2 separate regions of the Drosophila melanogaster genome follow, and region 2 is linked to region 1. Evidence: chromatin contacts called from public Hi-C data. All regions are on one chromosome and are shown on one strand. Each heading gives the region's core, a stretch centred on a gene start, on an enhancer-like site or on the middle of the called end of the contact. The rest is flanking DNA. Distances are from core to core; before and after follow the strand shown. Region 1 holds the start of CG14903. Region 2 holds the start of Ccdc114 (Coiled-coil domain containing protein 114).

Evidence for each region. Hi-C and Micro-C count contacts between places; a contact is called where the count stands out from the background.
Region 2: a Hi-C map of the Kc167 cell line shows a contact between it and region 1, with 2.2 times the contacts expected there. The contact joins the promoter of Ccdc114 here to the promoter of CG14903 in region 1. A contact is called at or near these places in 63 of 107 Hi-C or Micro-C datasets (the Clone 8 cell line, the D17-c3 cell line, the Kc167 cell line and 21 more) and 4 of 6 datasets of contacts at active chromatin or transcription factors (the Kc167 cell line and the S2 cell line).

Annotation. Positions count from the first base shown.
Region 1 is chr3R:16,569,361-16,575,057 of dm6, reverse strand. CG14903 reads left to right here and starts at 1,306. Exons shown (of 2, transcript NM_142304.2): 1 at 1,306-1,525; 2 at 1,658-1,879. The coding sequence starts at 1,340. The coding sequence ends at 1,831. CG14891 reads right to left here and starts at 3,543. Exons shown (of 1, transcript NM_142303.4): 1 at 1,900-3,543. The coding sequence starts at 3,527. The coding sequence ends at 2,040. It overlaps Scp2 (Sarcoplasmic calcium-binding protein 2), which reads left to right. Exons shown (of 5, transcript NM_079657.4): 5 at 1-515. It overlaps CG42342, which reads right to left. Exons shown (of 17, transcript NM_001275712.1): 16 at 5,376-5,573; 17 at 3,695-4,814. The coding sequence ends at 4,647.
Region 2 is chr3R:16,620,727-16,626,159 of dm6, reverse strand. Ccdc114 (Coiled-coil domain containing protein 114) reads left to right here and starts at 1,443. Exons shown (of 5, transcript NM_142312.2): 1 at 1,443-1,764; 2 at 1,823-2,118; 3 at 2,249-2,757; 4 at 2,831-3,005; 5 at 3,068-3,425. The coding sequence starts at 1,540. The coding sequence ends at 3,284. Fas1 (Fasciclin 1) reads right to left here and starts at 922. Exons shown (of 14, transcript NM_001275716.1): 1 at 818-922; 2 at 1-191. The coding sequence starts at 48. It overlaps CG14893, which reads right to left and starts at 5,382. Exons shown (of 5, transcript NM_142311.4): 1 at 5,223-5,382; 2 at 5,051-5,163; 3 at 4,481-4,991; 4 at 3,710-4,421; 5 at 3,458-3,649. The coding sequence starts at 5,331. The coding sequence ends at 3,562.

The sequences.
Region 1 (5,697 bases), core at 57-2,556:
AAGAACAGCTCCGATACTGGACATACTGAACAAATGCAACAAGTGAAATTATTATTAAAATTAATATTATATATCTATTGTCGACAGGGGAGGCAGATCTCAACCCTCCCGACTTGATGATCCGTCGTTGTTAGTTGAGTGTTGTTTTCTCTCCAAGAATCTCAAATTTTGCCCAATTCAATGTTCTAATTTAGTAGCGTAATCTGTCTGCAAACTATTTATATTTTATATACCAAGGCTTCGAGTAATGTGCAAGCTGTAGTATCTCTACACAAACACATATATGCAAAAGTGTACCTTTACGAACTACGACTATATCTAGCGATGATATCAATTACGAGGTAGGATCTCCCACAGATCCGTATCAATGTGGTGCGTAAATTAAATCAATTAAACTGTCAAATTGTTATGTGTGTGTAGTCGTCGTTTATCGTCTCGCATCTATGGCGTATAAATTTAAATGTAAATGTAAAGTGTTCCAAGAAATTACAATAATAAAATCAAAGTATCTATACAAAACATTTTCGACTTCAAATATCTTTTTTTTAGTGGGTGTGGCGGGTGTGTAAATTCGCCTCGAAGCTCAACATACTTACACATACCATACATTCGCATCAGGTGCGATACAATCAACGTATGTATGCCAGACAATTTATGAAAATTATGGATTAGTGCTTTTAGCTGAACAGCGCCATGGAGAGATACTTTAATACTCTACCGATAACACCGTATGCCAAAATGAGTAAATTAGTTGTGGAAATAGGTCATTGCGTAGTGGAATGCTTTTAAGGAAGCATTACCTAACAATAACCTCAAAAAATCATAGTCTTGGAAAAATCTGGTTGAAGTGCCATTTACTATGCATTAATTTCCTTTTATATTTATTCGTAGTATATTTTAAAGCACGGTAGCTCCCGGAAAATAAACCAGTATCCCATAATAAACAAAAGGCCGTGTTTTATACATTATACATCTATGTCAGTTTTAACTGTTTTGGTTTCGCGCGCGGAAGTGGCGCCACCTGGTGCAGAAGCTGCGAATGTACTCGTATTTTTACATTTTACGTAAGGGGTGTTCACACTGATGACCATTTTCCAAGCTACTATTCAAATTACTCGACCAGTTGCTTATATATTTACGGCATTTTGTCAAGGTTATATCTATTTTTAGCGTGAGCATTAAAATATCTAAATATTTGAGTGTTGATATACATTGGTAAGATACGTACCCATAAAAATATTTGTAGAAAAATATCGATGTATTGATATTTTTACATTTTTATCACATCCCTAACTCAAAAAAAGTAAACACATTTCGGAATTCATATATTTCACAGAACATGAGTAATATTGTACAGTATATTGTAGTTCGCAGCGACTTGCGTTCCGCCCTTAGTTGGCCCTTGGGGGCGGTGATCGCTCAGAGTTGCCATGCCACAGCCGCCGTCATTCACTTGAATTCCGAGGACGCCGACACTGTGGCCTACTTGAACGATCTGGATAATATGCACAAAGTGGTGCTGGAGGTAATGAAATGGGTTTATATTTTAAATAATGTATATCATAGGACTTCTACAACACTTTACTTTCTTTTCAAAATCTTAATATTTGTGTATTTTCAATCAAAGAGATGGAATTAAAGTATTACACTTTTTCAGGCCAAAGATGAGAGTGCTCTGGTCAAGCTCAGTGAAAAGTTAAAGGAGAACGAGATTAAACACAAGTTGTGGATCGAACAGCCCGAAAATATCCCAACCTGCATCGCCTTGAAACCTTATGTTAAGGACACGGTTCATAAATATGTCAAGCACCTTAAGCTTTTAAAAGAGTAATTCATTATTGTTGTATATGCTTATTGACACTAAAAATTTAAGAAAAAGAAAAGCGTTGTTTTTGCTTTGTATTCTGTCAAAAACATGACCGGAGCACTTTATTACATAAGCTCAACGGGTCCAATATAAAGTTAGGCCAATACAAATTTACATTTTACAAAGAAAGCAGGATAGATATAAAAACATTGTTGTTGAGCCGCAGCTGAACCTAAAAGTCTACTTGAAGCTTAGGATTCCCTTCTAGGATCTTGGTTAATTGTCGTGTGATAAGAGGACAGAAATCAACCTTCAACCGGCGCAGTCCGCTAAGCGATTTGGTCAACTTCGCAACGACCTCATTGGACAGATTGGGCGAGCCACTCAGGTCCAGAAACTCCAAGGTAGACAGTTTTTGCAATCCCATTAGGTGTAGCGTTGTAAAGTTCTGATTATGTAATATCAGGGTCCGCAGTTCTTTAAGCTGGGAGAAAATACTCAGATCGAAGGAAGTATCCGACATAGGTCCAAAAGAATCCAGAATCTCTAGATGGCGCAGCGAATACGATTCCGCGATCGACGTAAGCAGCACGTTATTCACATGGTAGTCAAGCTGGGCGGAAGAGTGAATAACCAAGGTGTGGAGACGAGACAGACCGCCCAGCTGTATCACATTCATGAAGTCGGTAAGCTCGAGAACCTCGAGCATGGGGCAGTAATGTGCGAGCCGTCCGTACAGCTCATTATCTTTCGCAAACTTGACAATGCCAGGGCAGCGCAGTTCGCGGAGATGCGACAGGGCCGCAAGTTGGATTAGACACTTGGGCGACAGATCTACGCATCCTGAAACATTTAAAATCTCCAAGGAAATTGGCAGAGATTTTAAACTGTCGCCTTTAATACTAAAGTTTTCTCTGATGTCCAGACTCTTTAGTTTCGATAGCATCTGCAAGCAGTAAATGTGAGCATCTTTCAGGTTACAACGCCTCAAGGATATGTTGGTAATATTAATCAACCCATTGGCACCATCGAACAGGTGAGTCATGTGGGCTAGGCTGACAGAAATTTTGAAGAAGCTTAGCTCTGTTAGATTGGGACAGCTTACACCCAACAGCTGCACAAACTCGGTCAAATACGGCCAATTCGGATGAAGCGGGCCACCTGTTACACAATGAATGTGTTTTCCTGATAGCAGCATCAATCTTTTAATGACCCGGTGGGTCAGTGTGCAAACGTCCTTCATATTAAGAACATGATTGATCCGATGCGAATCCAATTCGTAGATCGCCTGGAATCTTTCACAACTGGCGGCAAAGTTGAGACGTTCATTTAGTGATAGATAATCGAGCACTTTCCACCAAATGTCATCGGTAATGGGTAGATCGTAGGCAGAAAGAGTTCCTGATTCCTCCACCGGCGTTGGGTGCCAGGAGGTGCTGGCCTGTAAATAAAGATCATGTCCATCGATAGTGTGCTTAGTACAATACAAAGCCTTTGCCGCATGGGTAGCCTCATAAAAAAGAACCGATCCCGATCTTTTTTTCTTTTTCCAATGGAGTTTCTCTACTTTTCCGAAAATCGAGAAGTACTTCAGGAGCTGGTACTTCAAAAACCGCCTACTCCCGGAGATCGTCAGCTGTCGCACAACCTCGCGATCTTCGGTGTACGCCACACCACGCTCAATGTAAAAATTTTTAATATCTGGCCTCATGCGGAACATTGCTTTTGATTTGGGCTTACTTTGATTTCAAAAAGATGTGAAACTCACCGATTACTGTGAGATATCATGTTTTTTAAAGCCGTGCTTATAAGACCCATTCCAAAAAAAAATATCATTTCATTTTATCGGTTTTTATTTTTTAATTTTCGTTTTAAATAGTGTTTTTTGTTGTTGTAAAAATAGCTGGTTTTATTTCTTGCTTAAAGTATTCGATACAGCTGTAGTGGATACAATTTATATAGTAGTAGGTAAGGTAAAACTATAATTAAAGGTTGCGACGTCGAGGGGCCGGAAACGCCGAACTGGAGGCAACCTGGAGCAATTTGGCACAGATGCAGATACAGATTATACAGTGCTTATGATAGGATGTTTTTATGCAATGGATGTAGCAGCTATAGCTCGGTTCGATGTCTACATTTAACAATAACAAGTTACTAAAATTATAACCAAAGCGCTTAGATGGATGTGGATATTGCCGGGCCACTCCTTTGCTGCAGCCGCCGAGGGGTGGTCGCTGGCAATTAGTTTTTTGAGCGCGGATGCTGCAGCGCATTTAGCTCGTCCTTGAGCCAGGCCTGCCAGTTTTCCTGCTAGGGGCGAGACAGAAGTTCAGCCAGAAACGGCCGCAGTTGGATGAGCGAATTTCAGCGAGAGTGATAGAGATGGTTGTAATGGTAGAGAGAGCCAGGACCCGTCACCAAACTAAGCCAGCGTGTGTGTTAGCCAAACCAAAGGATAATTGTGTGCGTGCGCGTGTGCGTAAGGCAGAGGGAGTGAGTGAGGAATAGGGTTAAGGACAGAGATAGAGTATGCTAATAGCATCTACTTTGCAGAACCGTTAGACGCAGCAGCCACTTGGCATTTGTTAGCGCTAATTGCAAATGTCAACAGAGCGAAACAGAGCCAGGACTCGTAGCGGAAATCGGAAATGCTTAACTAGTCGTCTGTGTCGGTGTGCGTGAGCCTGTCTCTGTACCAGTGCAAGTGCCTGTGTGTTGGTGGTGTCTCTGCTGTTGATGGTGCATGGTGGTAGGTAGGAAGGACGTTGGTTCTTAGGGTCTGTTCGCCTTTATGCGCCTGTGTTTGCCATTTACTGGGCTGGCTGACTGCTTCCTTTTTTCACTCATTGTTATGCAAATTATCCTGATATTCATCATATTCGTTTTCATTATCCTCCGCCTGTTCGTCGTCCTCCTCCTCCTCCTGCTCGTAATCGCTGGTGTTGCTTTCCGGCTGCGTTACATCGGGCAAATAATCCTTGTGCACGGGCGTCGAGATGATTGGCTCCTGTGTTAGGTATTCGTGTGTTTTTGTGTGTTCGTGGTTGTGCGAGTGTGTATCCCAGTGTGTTGGTGTTAGTGAGAGTGTGAGTGTTTGTGCGAAAGCAAAAGTTAGTTAACCAACTTGGACAACAACAAGATACTCTACCAAGTAGATGGAGGCCACGAGTGGTGCATGCAATAGTTCCAACGATCAACTTTCCGACAGCCAATTGGGGTTGCACAGAAAAAAATTATGTAATGCTTCAAGTCAATCCTTCAGGAGCTATTTAAATTGTAGGCCATTCAAGTAGGCAAATCAATAGTTTATTTTCTCAAAGAAGCACTAAGGCGAGAGGATATAGTAGATATCCCAATGTTAATAACTTTAAATCTTTTATAAAAGAAAATTCGATTCTTAAAATAACTACCAAGATATGCGTGGGATTTATGATTTAAAGTTACAATTCAAAACTCGAGACTATGACAGATATATTCCCGATTTATTAGTTTTTTTCTGTGCAAGATAGGAGTTAGGGAATGGGGATTTTCGATGGCTCTTAGTCGATAACGAATAACGCATGCTAACCTTTGGCGGCCGCCATCCGCAGCCGGGCAGCGGCAGCCCATCGGCGCCGAGGGGGCAGGGGGCGTCCAGTCCGGGCACGCCCTGCTCGCCCTTGTCACCGCGATCTCCTTTCCGTCCCCGTTTGCCGGGCGGGCCGGCATCCCCTCTGGAGCCCTGCTCCCCGCGTGGCCCCTCCTGCCCGGGAATGCCATCCGTGCCCTTTTGTTTCGATTATCCGGAGGTGTGTTCGAGTGTTTAACGGGGTGAATGGGGTGGGAGGTTGGTGTTGTCAGGGGGTCAGAGGTCGAAAGTGGTTGAGGGGTGTTCGAGAGTTGTGCATATA
Region 2 (5,433 bases), core at 194-2,693, 51 kb before region 1:
GTTCGCGGCGCAGAGCAGCGCCAAAAGCAGCGCTGCAGCGTTCAGCATTTTAGCGGACGAGCAGCAGCAGCAACAACAACCACAACAGCACTTGTTTATGCGCTGGCAGTGTACGTCGTTTGTGAGTGTGGCTGTGTGTGCTGTTTTGCGGGGGGCGTGTGCTGGTGTGAGTGCTGCTCTACGATTAAGATCTGCAATTCAAAGGCAAACAACAGTTAGCCGACGACAAACAGCATTTCCTCGGAAAAGAAAATATTATTTCACAGATATATGCTTGGCATGCTTTTTGTCCTCCTTGGTATTTTCTTTGTTTTTGCAAGGTTATCGCTGCTTCCTGTTCGCTTTTGCCCAGAGTTCCGTTATGTCACATAGAACAACAAGCGAAAAACGGACCACCGAGGAATCGGCAAGCACAACACAAACGCAATTTAACTAGAAACAAAGCTGCGCTTATTGTGTATTATTTTTTCTTCATTCCGTCGCTGTGTGTTTAATTATTATGCGCCTTTGCATTTCGCTGCTGCGGCACTTTTTTCTGTTTTCGATTTTATAGTTTTCTCTCTGGTCTTTATTCTGCGTAATTCTCGGAAACTCGGGCTGCAGGAATTAACATTAACGGCCGCCGCAGAAATTATGCAATGTCCACGGACCAAACTTGGAAAACACACAAATTCTTTAAGTAGCACACACAAACGAACGCAGCGCGGTGGTAAATCAATAGCAAGGGCAGCGAAATGGGCCGTGCAGCTATTTTAGAGTTATGCCCTATGCACAGTATAGATTTTCCACAGAGTTTCAATATAAGGGGAGCAAGTACCAGTCGGAGGAATCGCAACGTGCGCCACGCTCGAACGTTTTTTTCGAATTAAAACGAAAAGCGGAGAACAGGTTTAAGCCGAGCGTGTGGTGACGATAACGAGTGTTATCGATAGCTGTCGATGTTTCAAATCGCAACACTGTGCACTGTTAATAAATCGCTTAACATTTATATTTATTTGTGCATGTCTTTGGCGGTGACTCTTATTTATGTGCTTTTTATGCTTTTCCGAATCTTGTTAGAGGTAAAATATTAGTACAAATCGAGCGCTGCGTTGCTCTTCTGTGTCAGATTTATAATAATGTCTGTTTATCCAATCTTATTATTATTACAAGAAGACTGCTTTAAATTTTCTCATTTTTCGTTTAAAAGCATAAATAATCATTTTAACCGTTTCGCAAAATGTGGCAACGACAGAATGCGGTGGATAACTCCGCTAAGCAGAGTCTCTACTGTTTGAAAGATTTTATTCCAAATTGAACCGGTTATAATTTTCAAGCACTTATTTTTTTACTTTTCTAAGGAGATAACATTGAATTTTAACAAGCAGTGTACCTATTTGGTTCTTCTTACTTTAAGTAAATGGTAAAAGTCTTCGATAAACCACGCCGTTACTAAGCAACTTGCCACCAGCAACGCTTGTTTGCTATTGAAATCAAATTAATATCATTATCAGTTTTGACAATACCATTGCAAAGACCGAATTCAGAAAGCCAATAACGATGACTGACCAAAGCGAGCTGGATCAGTTGGCAACTGCCGAGCTGCAGAGGCTGCAACGCCAGCATCGGGGTCTCCAGCTGGACCTTCGGGGTCTCCTCGAGGAGAAGGCCAAGCGCCTGAAGAAGCAGAATCACATGATCAACGTACTGCAAGTGGAGCACCAGAAGCTGAAGGAGGAGATCAAGACTCTAGAAGGTGGTACTCATGCGCGAAAGAACACCAATGTAGATATCCACTTAATGGACTAGTCAGCCACATATAAAAGGTTTACATCGGTTTCAGAGAGAGAAGCACCTGGGCACTTTGCAGGAACAGCAGGCGGATTTGCAGAGGGTGCTCCAGAATGAGCGAACCAATCTCTGGGAACTGGAGGGCCACATCCGGAAAATGGAAAAGGAGATTGATGCCCTGCGGCGCAACGAAGTGCCCGACAACTGCTACAAGGACACCATCTGCAAGGTGCAGAAGAGCGTGGTCAAGTTGGAGAACCGCCTGGATGTCGTCAACAAAAAATGCAGCGATGTGCTCACTGAAAACAGCAAGATGAGGGACGCCATAAACCACATGTTGCAGGATCGGTGAGCATTTCTCGCTAGATATATACAATCTATAAAATACACACTAGGTTTATGAAAAGTCAACTAGGTGCTCTCCATATTATTAGGTTTTTATACCGAATTGAGCTAATGCGTTTCGACTCCACTCCAGGGCAAACTTCAATGACATGTGGCAGTCGATGGTAACCCAGTTTAACGAGGGCAAGAAGTTCATCATGGATCTCATAGACCAGTCGACACTGGCTTTCGACCAGAGAGAAGAGCTGTGCAACAAGCTGACCGTCCTAAAGGATCGCAACGAGAACGACAAGGTAATGCACATCCAGGAGATGCGCGAGATGCAGCGCCGCCTGGAGCACGACGCCAAGTTGCAGAAGTTCTTCGACATCAAGGGACAAAAGCGCCTCAATCCGGAGCTGGAGCAGCGCGAGCTGGACAAGAAGCAGAGTCAGAAGGAGACCTACGAGAGGCAGCTTCTGGAGTACAAGGAGATCATCGAGAAGATCAAGTTGCTCTACGGCGAGGAGGACGCGGACCGACTGGTGGCCCAGTTCAAGCGTCAGGAGGACGAGAACTTTGCCCTTTTCAACTATGTAAACGAACTGAGTCACGAGGTTGAAGTACTCAACGATTCCACTCAGGAGCTCCAAGATGAAATAGGTGTGTTGTTGGATTCTGAATTAGGCTATAGACTAGTCTTTATACTAAAATTTGTACATAATAATCCAAACAGAGCGCCAGAAATCGGAGCAGACCGAGAAGGAGTTGAAGCTTAAGACCGAGGCACTTGACTATCTAAATGCCGAGAAGGAGCGGATCGAGCAGCTGGCGGAGGAGACCAGAGAAAGGAAGCGAACCCTGAGCATCAGATTAGAACAGCTTCTCAAGGGCATCGAGGATATATTCAGGTGCAATCTGCGAGTATATATCCTTACTATTGACTGTCTACCAAATTCCATTTTAATTTTAGACAATTGGCCTGTGACGATGCTCCTATCCTTAATGTGCTCAGTACCAAAACCTTTTTGACAGTTCACAATGTGAAGCTTTTCATTGGCGTCATTGAACGCCGGGTCAACCTGATCATCAGCGCCATCAATATCGAGGATAACTCCAACAAAATACTGGCCCGAAAGGATCGTGTTCCCAAATTCAACATACGGGAATCGGCGAAAACTAAAAACTAAGAATTAGTAGGCATTCATTTTTCTCCAAAATATTAAATGATAACCAAAGTATCTACACATACCGATAAAACTTATATCCTAATCTTATAAATATATGAAATACATGCTGCCGAAGTTTACAACAAGCTAGTTAAATGGAAATCCGATTGGACGATTCAAATTCGATCTTATTTGTTTAATTTAAACTGTCCGTTTATTGCTTAAACCTATAAACTACAGTCTATTCAATGAACACCCAAGGTTTTTAATAGTTCGAGTTCTGATTGAGGCCATTAGATTAAATAAATAACCTGACAAGCGTCCACAATAAGAAGCCAGCTATGACACAGAGTAGGGTCACAAAGCTGTAGTGCAGGATCTTCAATCTAATAATGTATATGAGATCATTTTATGCAAATATAGAACATCTTTCCACAAGAACATACCGATAAAAGAGTCGCCGACCCTGTTCAAGAGATTCCTGCGTTGGAGGTTCCTTGGTCAGGTAAAGTCGCATGCCGAAGAGGGCCTTCCGGAAGTACTCTTTCCAGTCCAAAGTCTCCATATCGAAGTTGTACAATCGCCGATCCTCCGGAGACATCATCACTCTCAGCCGATCCGTGCTTTTCGTCTCAAAGTGCCAACTGTTGTTCATAAAGTGCTCTAGTACCGCAATGTTGGCATGTATACTTCTGTACAGCTTCACCAGACGAGGCTTTCTTCCCGAGAGTCTCAGGGCTAGATCATAGAAATAGCCTGGTAAAGTGTGATAGAAGAAGGCGGCTAAGGGGAAAATTCGTGGATTTGAGATGTTGTGCACGAACGGGTACCATATCATCTTGGTAAGTGGAAAATCATTCCGGTGGATCAGTGAGTGCTTTATGAAGTCCGTGTTGAGTAGTAGATTCTTTTCACTGGGAGCTAAGGTGTAGATGGCGGGCTGGGATATAGCATTTCGTTGGGATTTGTCTTTGGATGTTTGCCATATGCTGGCCAGAGCCGCATTTGCACAGTAGTCCACGGGCACCAAGCTGGCATAGCCATCTTTATCGTAGGTGGTCAGGCGGAGGACTCCATGGCTCACGCCATAAATGTGAGCAATGGGTCCGTAGAGATTATCGATCCAACCGGAAACAGGCTCCTCATGGGTCGCAATTACTGTGAGAAAGCCATGTTTATCAGTTTATCCTCTCCTTTTAACCACATTGAATACTCACTGACTGATGGCCGGAAGATACTCAGGGGAAGATCGCCGAACTCTCGTAGGACTACATCCTCCGCCAAGGCTTTGGTGTAGGTGTAGGTGTTGGGAAAGTTCCCAACTAGAGTGGGTGCCAGTTTGTCCATCATTTGCTCACTCAGTAGCTCACTCATGGCCAGAACCGAGTTCGCGTCGCAGGTCAGGTGTTCGGGATAGAATTTCTCCTCGATGCGAAAAATAACGCAGTTGGAGAACGCCGTTGAAATGTGCAAATAGGCCTCCAGCTGAAGCATCTCCTTGGCCAACTGGAGCATGAGTCTGGTGCCACGTGTATTGATGGCCAGTGCCACATGAAGTGGCTCATTGAAACGCACGGTGGCTGCTCCATGGATGACTATGTGCACCTCAGAAACTAGGAGCTTGCGATCTGACCTATTAATGCCCAGATCGGGGTCCAGACAGTCGCCAGCGATGACGAAGATTCTCTTCAGGGCATCTGGCTTTGCCTTTAGCAGGACTTCAAAAAGCTTGAAAAGTGAAAGCAAATCCTATGAGGGGCTCTACCTTGTTGTAACTTTTGACTTACTGGGTCCTTCTGCCATATGGCAAGACGTTCCTGAATATCCTTTCCCCTTTTGGGTCTCATCATAGCGTAGATACGTTTTACTTCCGTCGTTCGCAAGAGCTTCTCAATAATCACTAGGAAAATGTAGGTGAAATACAAACAGTTCACGTGGGTTCCTTTCCTCGGCTCATACCCTTTCCCAGAAACCCGGTGGCGCCTGTTAGGAACACCACCTTGTCTTTATAAAATCCTTGGATGCCGTTGTCCATTTCCGTTCTGGATACGATATTGTTCGGCGTCATTGTGAACAAATTCCACCGATGCGATAATTGCGAGTTAAAGACACACTTCAATAGGAAATCAATTGGGTATGGTCGCGCTTTTTATATTTGCTGCGACGGTAG